Linked DNA regions of Mus musculus: regions 2 and 3 are each linked to region 1. The links are chromatin contacts, called in public HiChIP or PLAC-seq and promoter capture Hi-C maps. All regions are on one chromosome and are shown on one strand. Each heading gives the region's core, a stretch centred on a gene start, on an enhancer-like site or on the middle of the called end of the contact. The rest is flanking DNA. Distances are from core to core; before and after follow the strand shown.

Region 1 (4,483 bases), core at 1,935-4,434:
CAACCATGCTTTTCTGCTATGCATCTGTCTTCTTTCTGATGCAAAGTCAATTTCTATAGCCCGGATGTGTTGAGGTCTAGTTCCTCCTTTTATAAAATGCTCTGTATTTATTGTGCTTAATTATTTATTACACTATTTTATAAGCCCAAGTCTCAAACTAAGGTTATTTTTGAAATGTCTTTTTTTTTTTTTTAATATTGTGACCCGATTAATTTTTGGTCTTATATAGATTTTATATTTTTGAAGGAGAAGACCTTTAAAGAGTTTTCATATTGGAAAACTTACCAATGCTAACACAGATAACTTTCCCAAGAGAATTTAAGGAAGATGGCACAGTAGAGAGCATCGTCTGTCATCTGTCGGTCTACCCAACCACAATTGCTCTGGCAGTATTTGTCTGATGTAACTGAGCTCTGCTGTCTACCCAAGGCTTGCAGCATCTGGTGGAGGCTTGTGTGATAACCTGAGGTTAATTCTGCTCAGTCCCAGCTCCTGGCCCCCGGTTAGGCAGTTATACAGGTGTTCCTGGATCTGCTCACGGCATCAGATGGGAACCATAGCGAGCCTTCCCACACTGTTGCAAGCCTCTTGTCCCTCATTGAAATGACTTCCAGGTGACTTTTAAGGAACATAATCCCTTTCCTCCCACTTTAAAAGCAGCTACATATATAGAAGAAATTATGAAATTACACACTTACCCAGGGAAAGGATGAAGGATCAGAGAAGACCTTAATTTTTTTTTTATTTAAGTTGGTCTTCATCTCAGAGACAGTCTAGAACAATCACAAATAAAAACAAAACTGATAGCCAGCATAACGTGCGGGAGGAGAACCTGATCTCCCAGGTCCTATGCTAAAGTACGGCCCACCAAACAAGAGAAAACCCTCAAAGGAAAAAAAATACAGGAGCAAGCATGAAACCCAGAACCTCCCTCCCCCGCCCCGCCAGGACCCAAGGGGAGGCCTACTTGATACTCACTTAAAGTAACTGTCCCAAAGATGCTCAAAGAGCTCAAAGAAAACAGAAAACAACAGAGAAAACAATGAATGAAGAAAGTAGAAGTATCAATAAAGATGCAGGAGACATAAAACAGAAGTAGAAATTCCAGGGCTGAAAAGAGCATACAGCTCAGTAGGAGTTCCGAGTAGGTGGAATAAGATTCAGCAAAACTGAACTAGGTTTTTCTTCCCTCGTCTGTAAAATGGGAACATAACAATAGAGGCTCCATCACACGGAAGAATTCATCCAACATGCTTGTGTCATGGGATCATATACCTGTAACTACATTGAACACACAAATGCATGGGCACAGTGGGGGGGGGGAGGAGGAGATATTTACCTTCTATTTAAGACATTCTCAAAAGTTCATGTGTGTAAGCATATGTTGGAGGGGGTTGGGTGTTAGGTCTGGGGGAAAAGCAGAAGAGAATCGAACCAGTTAGAAAGACCTCAAGCCTTTACTGTGGAGAAATCACCCCAGAGCCCTGATGCTGTAGATGCAGAAAGTGACCCTGCATGGGCAACCTCAGAGAGAAGACAATTGGGATGACCAGGGTGTCAGTGAAGCCTGCCTAGGATGACTGAAGAAAGTTATCATCTCGGAATATCCCTTTCCATGCTGGAACATGAGCTCACGGGAAAAGGAAGATGAGTCTTCCTTGGTAAGGACACGGAGCTGGTGCTCAGTGTGTTTGTTCTACCCTGTGACCGAGCATCTTTCTTTCTGGTACAAAGGTCTTAAGCACACAGTGCTGGCTGGTAGTGAGATGCTATGCAGGACTGTTCGAACATTCACACCATTCAAAGCTTTGAGATTTGTGACATCGGCCATCATTGTCTTAGACTCTGTAATGTTCTGCCAAGGGTCTGTATCCTGGAAACATTACTTGATCCTGCTCGTAAAATTAGGTGGGGTGGAGTCTGATTTCTGATTCCTTCGGAAGCCTGGGAGACGATTGGACCACTCGCTCCCAATTGGTCATTTCTCTCAGCGGTTGGAAGAATCAGTGCTAATTGATACTTTTTATATTTAATTACACCCAATTTCTTCTGTCTGGCTGCCCTGAAACCAAGAAGAGGAAAACAGTGTTTGACATGCAAATCTTCTAACATAAATATTTCTTAACCTCATCAGCTTCACGATTGGCCCAAATATAGACTCTTTAGGATGAAAGCCCTGGGAAGAGCTTTCTTATCTGTATTTTTGACCCCTGTGTCTTGAGACCCACTTTCTGGATGCTATCTCTGAAGTCTGGTAATGGAAATCGGCCCCTTTTCTACTTCCCTGGCACCGGCTCTCTTTTGTTCTTTACTGATACACTTATTTCCCAGTTAGCTCGATGAAACAGCTTCCACAACCTTTGTTCTAACTCTCTTTGAAACGCTAGGTCACAGAATTCTTCCCGGTGGCTTTGAGGATGTTAATTAACACAACCCAACCCAACTCTACCCTTCACCTTTTCTGGATAATTCCTGATTATGGAATGCTACCTGTGTGCCTGCAGCGCCCCATTGTGAATTCTCACAGCAATGTTATGGAGTCTGGGTTACAGGGTCTCTAGTCCTATCCTTACTTTGCAGACGTGGGAGCGGGGGCTCAGCGCTGACCTACTTTCTGAGACGTGGGTCAGGCTGAGGCAGAACCAGGCTTGAGTCCAGGCCTGGCCTGAAAATGTACTCTGGTTTTTATTCATTACCTTGTATTTTCATCATTCTCTAGAAGCCAGGGACCCCACAATGGAAATCGGATGTTTCCCCCTTATTTTGAAGCATGTTCCTGGTGGCTGTTCTCTGTGCAGACGATAAAAGACAAGCATCATGTCCTTTGCTGGAGTGGAAAAGATGTGCTTATCTCTGGGAAAAGCAGAGGAGGGGAGGAAGAAGGAGCTATCTCCCTGCAAGAAAAGCAACTTTTCAGAAGACTCCAAGTCATAAATGGGCAAGGTCCTTGGCCAGCTCATTCCTGCCTTTTATGTCCAGACTTCATCTCTGTTTTGATCACCGTGCCCTGGGGGTGGGTGAGGGGTGGGAGGTCTGTTAGCAGACCTCTGCTATCTTCTGCTCCCACTTCCAGAAAGCAAACCACAGGAAAGAAAGCTTTCCTTTCGGGTCTGAAGTCAAGTCCAAATATAACAAGATCCCGATAACTTCCGCCACCCTCCGGAGTTGAAGCCCAATTCCCTCTGCCCAGATGGCTGCTACTGAAAGGCTGCGTTCACCCACAGCGTCCTCCTTTTGTTGGCTGCCCTCTGATTGCAGCTAATGACTCCCAGCTGTACTGCCTCCAAAGACTCGGGAAGATGAATCTTTAAAAAAATAATTTAATAACTAGACTCCTCCAGGGGAGGGTGGGGTTGATGCCAGTCCGGATGCAAGACTGCCTTATCTCATCTAGCTACATGGTATTCCATGGAAAGGGAGGGGAGCTGCCAGGCCCAGGTGAAATCCTTTTCCCCGTTTGCTGTAAGAATGCGAATAAACTCTCTTTGCTAACTTCAGCAGAAAACATTAGTCTAGAAATGCAAAATAAAAGGTTACCTCTGGGTAATATAGACTTTAATTCCTATAGAGAAAAATGGGATAACATCTTTTTAGAGCTATGGCACTCTTCAAATGAGATATATTCTAGATTCCGTCTCTGGATGAAGTCTAGTAGGCGTTCATTGAACTGAGGGACTTGGCTGCCTTGAGGATTCCCTGTTTGTCTTTGAAATGCTAGGTTCTCTGGAAGGCTGATTTCAAATACTGTGATGAAGCAGACTGAGAACTGAAGACTCAAAGCACACCATCCACAAGCTCCATCAAGAATAAATGTGTAGAGGTTTGAGATTCTTGCTTCTAGGATCTTCTTCTCTTCTCTTCTCTTCTCTTCTCTTCTCTTCTCTTCTCTTCTCTTCTCTTCTCTTCTCTTCTCTTCTCTTCTCTTCTCTTCTCTCCTCTCCTCTCCTCTCCTCTCCTCTCCTCTCCTCTCCTCTCCTCTCCTCTCCTCTCCTCTCCTCTCCTCTCCTCTCCTCTTCTCTTCTCTCTTTCTCTTCCCCCCTCCTTTTCAGCAATGGTCTAAAAATGCTTTGTGAAAAGGGTTAGGAGTAAAATGCATTTATCAGCCTCAGGTTAGATCGTTTCAGTGGGCGTAGGTGCTCCTGGATCCAGAGGACCACCCCGAATCACCTTCCTCCTCAGGCACCATCCACCTTGTGTTTTGAGACAAGGTCTCTCACTGGGATCCATTGCTTGCCAGTTTGGCTAGACTGTTTGGCCAATGAGCCCATGGCATTCTCTTATCCCTGCCTCCCCGGACTGAGACTGTAGGCACAGAAACCACAGACAGCTTTTTATCTGGGTGCTGGGGCTCGAACTTGGGTCCTAACATTTGCAAGGCAAGCACTTTACTGATGGAGTCATCTCTCAGCTCCTGAAATTAAATGTGCTTCTTGAAACTTCCTCTTGGTATTTGATGGGATTTGCCATTCCACCCTCTCCATAA
Region 2 (4,420 bases), core at 767-3,266, 1.1 Mb after region 1:
AACCTTTCCGCAGACCACATGCTCTCCCAAGTAGCTCTCTGAAGTGCCATTTCTGACCGTGCCCACGCACAGGAGGATGCGGTAGCATCTGACATTCCCTGAAACACGAATTGAGAAACAAACAAACGTATTTACAGTTAGCCCTTGTATAAAAGGGGGGAGGTAGAGAATCTTTGGGCCAGAGTCATTATAGATGAAACAAACTCGTGGACACTGAAGCACACACACACACAAACACACACACACACACACACACACACACACACACACACACACACACACACACACAAAAGCTTTCAGGGAGAAACAGAAAATAATGTTTTGCAATTACAGCCCACAGCTGCTGTGGTTCTAATGCGCACTTGCTACACAGGTGCGGCCATTATAACAATGAATAGCGCGCATTAAAGGTACCATCCATAGGGGTAATAATACCAGGGTTGAAAAGGTATTTTCATTTGCAGCCTGATGTTAGGCAGAAAATAAAATAAGGCATTTCACAGCCAGCCTGATGGCTCAGCTGCCACATGGGAGGCCAAGCCTGAGATGAATATAGGACTCTCATGTGTGGCTCTCACAGTGGGAACCTGGCCATGGCTCCCACTAGAAAGGCTACCAAATCTCTTCCTATTCTTTAAAATGGTGAATAAATAAAAACCCTTCTGATCACGAATTAGGGAAACCGAGGCTCTTAGTAGCTCACAAAATTAGTAGGATCAGTCTGCCCGACACTTAGTAGAAAAAAAAAATTTAATGGGGGGAGGGGAATCCAAGAGTTGGGGGAATCTGGGTCTTGCCCTCGTGACTTTTTCCATGTGGAGGCCCAAAAATGTTCTGGCCACTGCCAGCTGGGAAGCGTGAGGCTCCAGATTCCACAGGCCTAGATGTTCTCTCAGCCCTTCCGAAAGCCTGGCAGGAGGACGAGGACAGAACCTCATCTCATTTATCTACTCCAACTTTTGAGATCAATAAACTCTTCACTCTTGGTGGAGAAAGAATGAAAGAGAGAGAGAGAGAGAGAATGGAAAGAAAGAAAGAAAGAAAGAAAGAAAGAAAGAAAGAAAGAAAGAAAGAAAGAAAGAAAGAAAGAGAGAAATCACCTTCAGACAATCCACTCATGCAGAGTGTCTCAGCAGGAGAAGCTGGGCAGGAAGCCTTGAACCAGCTTCATGCTCTGAAGGCAGAGGAGGGGCTGTAAATGTGCTCAGCTCTGTGAGCCTGAAACCCTCAGCGCCCCCCACCCGCACCTTCTGCAAAGTGAGGCCAATTCCATTGGCCGCAGAGCGATTTCGGAGAGGCTCACCTAGGCACTAACATAGCAAGGTCACAAATTATTACGGGAGTTTCCGCTTCTCCATCGTAACTTTTCTGGAATGGGTTCCTATATGCTGTTCAAAGATCCTGAGCCAGAGAACAGAAAGGGGTACTAGAAAAGAAGAACACAAAGTATAGCTGGCCTTCAGGACTTGCAGGTTCCACAGCTGAGAATTCAATCACAGTGGAAAACACCAGCAAAAAAAAATGTGCATCTGTGATGAACCGGTGTAGACATATTCTCTTGACACTATCACCTAAACAATCCAGAGCAGAGACTGTTTATACAGTGTTTGTGGTGTGATAGGTATTAGAAGTAATCTGTGGATGGTTTAAAACATACAAGAAGATGTGTGTGAGTTACACACAAATACTGCATCCCTTTACAGAAGGATAGCGAGTGTCTGGCATCTGATCCGTTCCAATAGGGTGTGCTATGCATATTTCTCAATGCCACAATCGGCCTCAGCCCAAGTGTCTCAGGAAGACAGTTAAAAATGTTTAGGACGCGGCAGGAAAATTGTTTTCGTGCTGCCTATCATTAACGGAAATGCAGGCAAACGATAAAACAGAAAATAGTGCCGTGGTGTGGTGTGAATTTGAAAAACTAAGGGTCCATCGGACACAGGTGGGTGTTGGCATGGTGCAGGTGGCCTGGGCATGCTTCCCCAGAGCCCAGGTGGAGAGCCACCCACAGCTCGGAAGTGTGGAAGCTCACTACCCTGGCAAAGAGATGAGGGGCATACAACCCTTGCCAGGATGTAAGCCATTCTAGGGAAGTGGGATAGGCCCCCATTTACCAAGAAAGGCAGGAACATAGCCCTTTTTAGAGGGGCCTTAAAAGTATGGAGAGGATTCAAATTAATTTGTAACTTCACAGGAAGCCTGCATAATGAAAACAAAACTCAATTGCAGTGCTGGCTGGCACACTCTGGGTCTGGAAGAACTCACACAGCAGAGCTCTGGATCGCTGCAGCCCACTGGGGAGACGCCCGACTGGAGAGCGCGGTGCTGATGAGAATGGAGTTAGGAGAAGGCCAGGACACTGTGGCGGTGAGAAAGGCTCTTACCTGTCAGTCCCTGGGCTCCCAGCGCTCGCTCGTAGCTGCTTTCACGGTGCATTCACTTTTATCGATTCATTCAAAAAAAAAAATTGTGGCGCAATGTGGTGGTTTGAATGAAAATATCCCCCATAGGCTCATAGGGAGTGGCACTTATTAGGAGGTGTGACCTTGTTGAGGGGAGTGTGGCCTGGTTGAGGTGGGTGTGGCCTGTCGAAGTGGGTGTGGCCTGGTTGAAGGAGTGGGCTTTGAGGTTTCTGATACTCAGTCAGGCCCACTGTCTGTGTGTCTCTCTTTCTCTGCCTGCTGACTGCTGATTCAGATGTAGACCTGTCAGCTACCTCTCTAGCACCATGTCCGGCTGCATCCTGCCACGCTTCCCACCATAATGAAAATGGACTAAACCTCTAACCCTGTAAGCCAGTCCCAGGTAAATGTTTTCCTTTATAAGAGTTGCTGCGGTCATGATGTCTCTTCACAGCAAGAGACACCCTAAGACAGAAGTTGGTACCAGAAACTGGGGTATTTCTGACCATGCTTTTGGTTGGAGGAATGTGAACTTTGAGAGACTTCAGATTAGGAAATCAGTGGAATGCTTTAAGCACGGCGGTGCAGCCATCCTAGTAGCAGCATGGAAGAGAGTGGCGCTGAGGGTGATTTGAACTGTGGGAGCCTGGCTCAAGCGGTTTCAGAGAAGAATACTATATGCCCTACAGATCATTCTTGTGATATTTTGGTGAAGAATATGGATGATTCTGCTCTTGTCCAAATTTTTTTTTTTTTAAATCTGCCTGAGGCTAGATTGAAGAGATTAACAGGCAGAGGAGATTTCCACAAGCCTGTGTTGCTTGGTTGTTAGTCATAACGAAGGGGCACCGGGAAATGTAAACAGATTAAAGACAAACCTGATGCCAATAAAGGGAATGGTGACCTCAGAGCAAGACCCCGCCCAACTCTGCTGCCAACTTGTGGAAAGGAATTAAAGAAAACCTTTGGGCCAGGCATGGTGGTGCACACCTTTAATCCCAGCCCTCAGAAGGCAGAGGATGGCGGATCTCTGAGTTTGAGGCCACTCGCTACGGAGTGAGTTCCAGGACAACCAGGCTTAGGCAGTGAAGGAGACTATCAAAAACAGAAAGCTGGTGACGATGTTATTGATTAAGAGGGGTCATGGTCCGGCCCAGCAAGCAGCAGAACATGACAACTTAAGCCATGCGGTTCTGTCTTTAGAGTCAAGAATAGAAGAAAGGTCTTATGAAATCTCTCTCCACAGCTGAGGAAAGCCACCTAGGCCAGGTATGTTCCTGCATGGAGGCCCAGAGAAGCCGTTGTGTGATGCTGTGAAGGTGAACTCTGGATTTCCTTGGAGACTTTAAGGATTTGGAGATGCCAGAGTCATAATAAACCTCCAGAGGAAAGTTACTAACAGCGAGGAGAACCAGCCTAAGAGAAAGAAATATGTTGTAGTCAACAAAGCTGAAAGGAGCTGGAGATCTGAAGAGGGCTTTAACATTATGTGTGGAGATACAGAGTTTGGAGTAGGCCTCGCTGGTTTTCAGTCTCGCTTTGATCCAGTATGTCTTCATTATGCTCTCTTTTAGAACAGTAATGTATATTCTGCTGTACACCATTGTGTATTAGAAGTATGAAATCTGCTTTTTTTGAAAGTTTTTTAAAAATATTTATTTATTTTATGCATACGGCTGTACTGTAGCTGTCGTCAGACACACCAGAAGAGGGCATCAGATCCCATTTCAGATGGCTGTGAGCCACCATGTGGTTGCTGGGAATTGAACTCGGGACCTCTGGAAGAGCAGTCAATGCTCTTAGCCTCTGAGCCATCTCTCCAGCCCGAAATCTGCTTTTTTTAATTTTGATTTTACAGGAAATTACAGTTGAGAGATTGCCATGAGTCTCAGAAAAGACTTTGGGCTTTTAAAGAGGGTAAATACTGTTAAAGACTATGGGGACTTTTGAAGTTGGACTGAATGCATTTCTGCATTTATGATCTGTTTACAAGCCCTTGGGGACCAGGGAGTGGGATG
Region 3 (4,716 bases), core at 1,911-4,410, 1.2 Mb after region 1:
TTTTTTTTAAATATTTATTTATTATATGTAAGCACACTGTAGCTGTCTTCAGACACTCCAAGAAGAGAGCATCAGATTTTGTTACGGATGGTTGTGAGCCACCATGTGGTTGCTAGGATTTGAACTCAGGACCTTCGGAAGAGCAGTCGGCACTCTTAACCGCTGAGCCATCTCACCAACCCCCTACTTTCTACATCTTAATTTCCTTAGAACTGTGCTAGCATGGCCTTTCTCTTAACTTCCTCTATGGGACAATGGTGCACTAGAATGGAGGTGAAGGAGTAGCCTGGGTTCTGCTCCTGCTCAAATGATCACCTGTTGTTTGATTGCTTGAAGAATCAGGAATGTCAGGAATGACTCACCACACCCAGCAGGATTGCAGCATGTGATAGAGCATGTCTATCAGGGAGCTGGAGGGCTGTGATGGAGCTGAGCACCTCATTCGGTGTTCCACCTGCACGGTCCCACTCATTCATCACAGGACCACCACATGAAGCCAGCACAGATTTCCTTTCACTTCAGACGATTTATCAAATCTCTTCTGCTCGTGTAAGGGACCAGGACAGCAGCCCTGACTGATGAATGAATATGAACAGGGCTCCAAATGGAATCTGCTTTGATGCTTTTCAGGCAACTCTGGACCTACTCTGAGACTTGAAGTTTGAAAGTGATAAGCTGAGAATCTAGCCTGTACGCTGGCCAGGCTGAGAGGGAAGCAGAAAGATGGCTGGGGATGTAGGTCAGTTGGTACAGGGCTTAACTAGCATCTAGGAAGCCTCACATAAACAAGTCATGTACCAGGTGGAGGCAAGAAGACCAGAAGTTCAAGGTTGCCCTTGGCTAAACTACATAGTGAATGCAAGGCCAATTGAGATACATGATGCCTTATTTCAAAGAGGGTGAGTGTGGGGAGCTGGGACAATTCTGGATTGACATAAACACTGAGATTAAAGAACCCTAACAGTGGACTAATAAAAACGGGGCTGGATTTAGTGACTCGCACCGGTACCCGGAAGGCAGAGGCAGGAAGCTCTCTGTGACTTTGAGGCTCGCCTGGCGTACATAGTAAAATTTTGCCTCAAAATAAAAAGCTGGGCTGGGCGGTGGTGGCACACGCCTTTAATCCCAGCACTTGGGAGGCAGAGGCAGGCGGATTTCTGAGTTCGAGGTCAGCCTGGTATACAGAGTGAGTTCCAGGACAGCCAGGGCTACACAGAGAAACCCTGTCTCAAAAAAACAAATAAACAAACAAACAAACAAAAAAGTTGGGAAAGTGTGGATGGCTCTTAGAAATGTGTCACCAGAATGACCCTCTGGCTCTGTTTTCCTGTGGAGGGACAGAGAATTATTTGGTCTTCTCAGAACAAAGGAGCAAAAGAGCTCACGTTTAATGGTCCTGTGTCCAGAAAGCCAGTCCCTTCTGCCAGGTGAGCACATGTGGTCTCCTGTGGCCTTCTCAATCTTCACAGGATTGGCTCGGAATGTCCTATAGAAAAGAGCCGTTCTGCCTGGGGCTGCTGTCTGTTCCCAGTGTGTGTGTGCCCCTCCTTCGGTATGGGCTGCTCAAGGGTCCCTAACCTAGAGGGGGGTTGGGAGGACTCCAGAGTGTTTCTAGTCAGGCCTGAATGAAGGCCGGGCTATTGTGTTCAGACCTCTAACTTCGTTTCTGACAAAGGGCCTTCTAAAGCAGCATTTTTCATTAGCCCAAAGGTTTATTTTGCAGGCAGCTTTTCGCCATGACTCAGTTTCTGGCCCACAGCCAGGAGGCCTTGTGTCAGAATTCCTGCAGAGGAGGCCTCCGGGCCTTGGCCTGACCTCCCTCCCAGCCCCGCGGAAGACTGTACCCTTTCCTAACCGAGGTTAGGGAACCGGCATTCTTGTGCCTTCAAATTTAAATGATGTCAACATTTTAAATCACTGACCCAAAGAAGAAAATAAAAAATTATGTGGCTATCACAGCTATATCTCCTCCGTGTGTTTTAAATATAGAAAGCAGGAAGCCAAACATCTGGCAAGCGAGACTGTGTGCTGAATGTGTGGTGGCCAGGAAAACCAAGAAGAAGAAGAAGAAAAAAAGCATCAGTCAGAGTCTAGAAAAATGATGGTTTACTCTTACTGAGTAATATTTAGAGACAGGGACTGAGGAAGGATGGAAGGCAGCTGTTACAACACAGATTGGGTTGTTTTTTTTTTTTCCCCAAATCCAATCCTTCAGAAATTCTCAAGAAAAGGAAAACTTAAGAAATAAATTTCAATTTATTCAAAGACATTTTAGAGTATAAAGTAAAATAGCCTAGGTCTCCTATTTTAAAAATACAGCAAATCGCTGAAGTTCATTGGGGATCCACAATCAGGTACTAGAATTCAGTTAGAAGGTCTACTTACTTTTTTTTTTTTTCCTCGAGACAGGATTTCTCTATAGCCCTGGCTGTCCTGGAACTCACTTTGTAGACCAGGCTGGCCTCGAACTCAGAAATCTGCCTGCCTCTGCCTCCCGAGTGCTGAGATTAAAGGCGTGCACCACCACACCCGGCTGTCTACTTACTTTTAATTCAAAACAATAGCAACAGCAACAGTAATAGTAACAACAGGAGGAGATGGCCCAGTTGGGAAAATATTTGCCATGAAAGCATAAGGACTCAGGTTCTGATCTTCTAGCACCCACATAAGAAGCAAGCAAACAAACAAAAACAACCAGGGCTGGCACTGTGTCACTGTGACTCCAGAGCTTGGTGGAAGAGACAGTAGGTTCTGGGGACTCGGTGGCCAACCTGTCCAGCCACACTGTGAGCTTCAGGTTCAGGGAGAGACCCACCCTGTCGTAATAAAGTGGAGAGTGACTGACGAAGACACCTGGTATCAACTTCGAGCCTCCACAAGCACACACTTAGGCATGTACACACATGTGGGGGTTACAGAGGCAGGATTTCAAAATAATAAAAAAAAATCGAGTAGGATTCACCATACTAGGTATAACTGAAGATATAAGGACACTTGAATTCTGATATTGCCTGTGGGGAACATAATGGCCCAATCACTCTGGAACGTAGTTTTAAGAGACATTCAAACACTCAAATATGGAACTACTATATCATCCAGCTGTTCCTAAATATCTACAAAGGCTTGAATGAAGCAATACCAATCTCATGAGCCTGTGACTGGATAAACGGCTATGGAGTGAGCTGGCGTGGTGACACATACCTTTAACCCCAGCAGTTAGGAGGCAGAAGCAGATGGGTCCCTTACAGTTCAAAGCCACATAGTGAGTTTTAGGGCAGCCAGGGCTACATGAGAGAGACTAGTTCAAAAAAACTAAAAAGGTGGAATATCCACTGGGGACAATATTATTCATCCATTAAAAGGAATAAGCTGCAGGTACATCTTGTAACAGGAATGAACTTCAGCCAAATGATGCTGAGACAGAAATCTGACAGAAAAAGGGAACATTGTTTCTGATTCAGCCTTAAGCTGCAGCCAATCCACAGTCAGGTCTGTGGCCTCCCTGGCTGGGGAGGGAGGTTCCGTGCACTGTCTCAGGAGGTTCTTAGGGTCCTGGAGACATCCCATACTCTGACTGTGGTATTGGTTTCAACGACATATGTCAAAGCCCACTCAATCAGGGCTACAGATGTAGTTCATTGGATAATCATGCTTGGTGTGCAGCAGGCCCTGGGCTGGATCCCTGCTAGCACACACACACACACACACACACTCACACACACTCACATTCACACACACACATACACACACACTCACTCACACACTCACTCACACACACACACTCTCACACACACATACACACACATACACACACACTCACACACATACATACACACACACTCACACACATACATACACACACATACACATACACACACACTCACACTCACACACACTCTCACACACACATACACACACACACACACACACACACATACATACACACACACATACACACTCACACACACATACACACATACATACACACTCACACACACACACACATACACACATACACACACATACACACACACACACTCACACACACATACATACACACACACATACACACATATACACACACATACACACACACACATACACACACACACACACACACACACACACACACCTTTACCAAATTGCCAAGGATTGTGTATTAGTTCTCACTAAATCTGTTAAAATGAATAATATTTATAATCGATGAAGAAAACTTTCTATCCCAGGACCACACATGCTAACATTCTGGAAGGAGAATCATTCAAGGGGCCACGGGATGTCAAAGTTGTCGAAGCTTGTCTGGTCTTTTGCCTTTCCATATACATTTCATAATCAAAATTTCAACTTCTCTAAGATAAGACTGCTGGGTTTTGCTTAGTACTACACTGAAATATAAATCAGCGAGGGTGTGACGTTCTGATAGTCATGAGTCTTCTTCCCACGTATAAATAAGGCACGTCGTTCACTTAGCTAATTGCTGTCTAGTTTATGCTGTAGTCTATCATGGTTTCCAGTTACAGTCAGAGTAAAGTGAACCATGACCCTCACCAGAGCATGCCACCCTTAACTTCATCTGCAGGACCTGGATGTGGCCTTTTCATGTGGAAGAAAGGGCTCTTCAGATATATTTAAGCATCTTGGAAGCATCATTCTAGGTCATCCAGATGGCCCTACAGCCATAGAGCTCATGTATGAGGAAGAGGGGAAGGGGCCAGG

What was found. Promoter capture Hi-C pulls out the DNA fragments that hold promoters and counts their contacts. HiChIP or PLAC-seq counts read pairs in DNA pulled down with a chosen protein or histone mark.
Region 2: an H3K27ac HiChIP or PLAC-seq map of VIP interneurons shows a contact between it and region 1, with 27 times the contacts expected there. The contact joins two enhancer-like sites. A contact is called at or near these places in 5 of 15 datasets of contacts at CTCF or cohesin (the NIH/3T3 cell line, hippocampal excitatory neurons, large pre-B cells and 2 more), 115 of 484 Hi-C or Micro-C datasets (3T3-L1-derived adipocytes, the AML12 cell line, the AtT-20 cell line and 66 more), 11 of 115 datasets of contacts at active chromatin or transcription factors (the NIH/3T3 cell line, PVALB interneurons, SST interneurons and 7 more) and 2 of 9 other capture datasets (embryonic tail and embryonic trunk).
Region 3: a contact with region 1 is called in a promoter capture Hi-C map of cranial neural crest. The contact joins two enhancer-like sites. A contact is called at or near these places in 1 of 39 promoter capture datasets (cranial neural crest) and 2 of 484 Hi-C or Micro-C datasets (cardiomyocytes and cerebral cortex).

What each region holds. Positions count from the first base shown.
Region 1 is chr13:47,316,532-47,321,014 of GRCm38.p6, forward strand. No RefSeq gene overlaps it. Among named protein-coding and RNA genes, the nearest start is that of Gm52039, 81 kb to the left of the region's middle. Within about 2 kb of position 3,185, at least 12 of the 459 cell types and tissues checked have an H3K27ac peak or open chromatin away from gene starts, as enhancers often do. A contact at or near this core is called in VIP interneurons, where this site is marked.
Region 2 is chr13:48,466,390-48,470,809 of GRCm38.p6, forward strand. It overlaps Gm40941 (a long non-coding RNA gene), which reads right to left. Exons shown (of 2, transcript XR_873371.1): 2 at 1-98. Among named protein-coding and RNA genes, the nearest start is that of Gm40941, 9.0 kb to the right of the region's middle. Within about 2 kb of position 2,017, at least 4 of the 459 cell types and tissues checked have an H3K27ac peak or open chromatin away from gene starts, as enhancers often do. A contact at or near this core is called in VIP interneurons, where this site is marked.
Region 3 is chr13:48,564,686-48,569,401 of GRCm38.p6, forward strand. No RefSeq gene overlaps it. Among named protein-coding and RNA genes, the nearest start is that of Gm25232, 5.3 kb to the right of the region's middle. Within about 2 kb of position 3,161, at least 230 of the 459 cell types and tissues checked have an H3K27ac peak or open chromatin away from gene starts, as enhancers often do.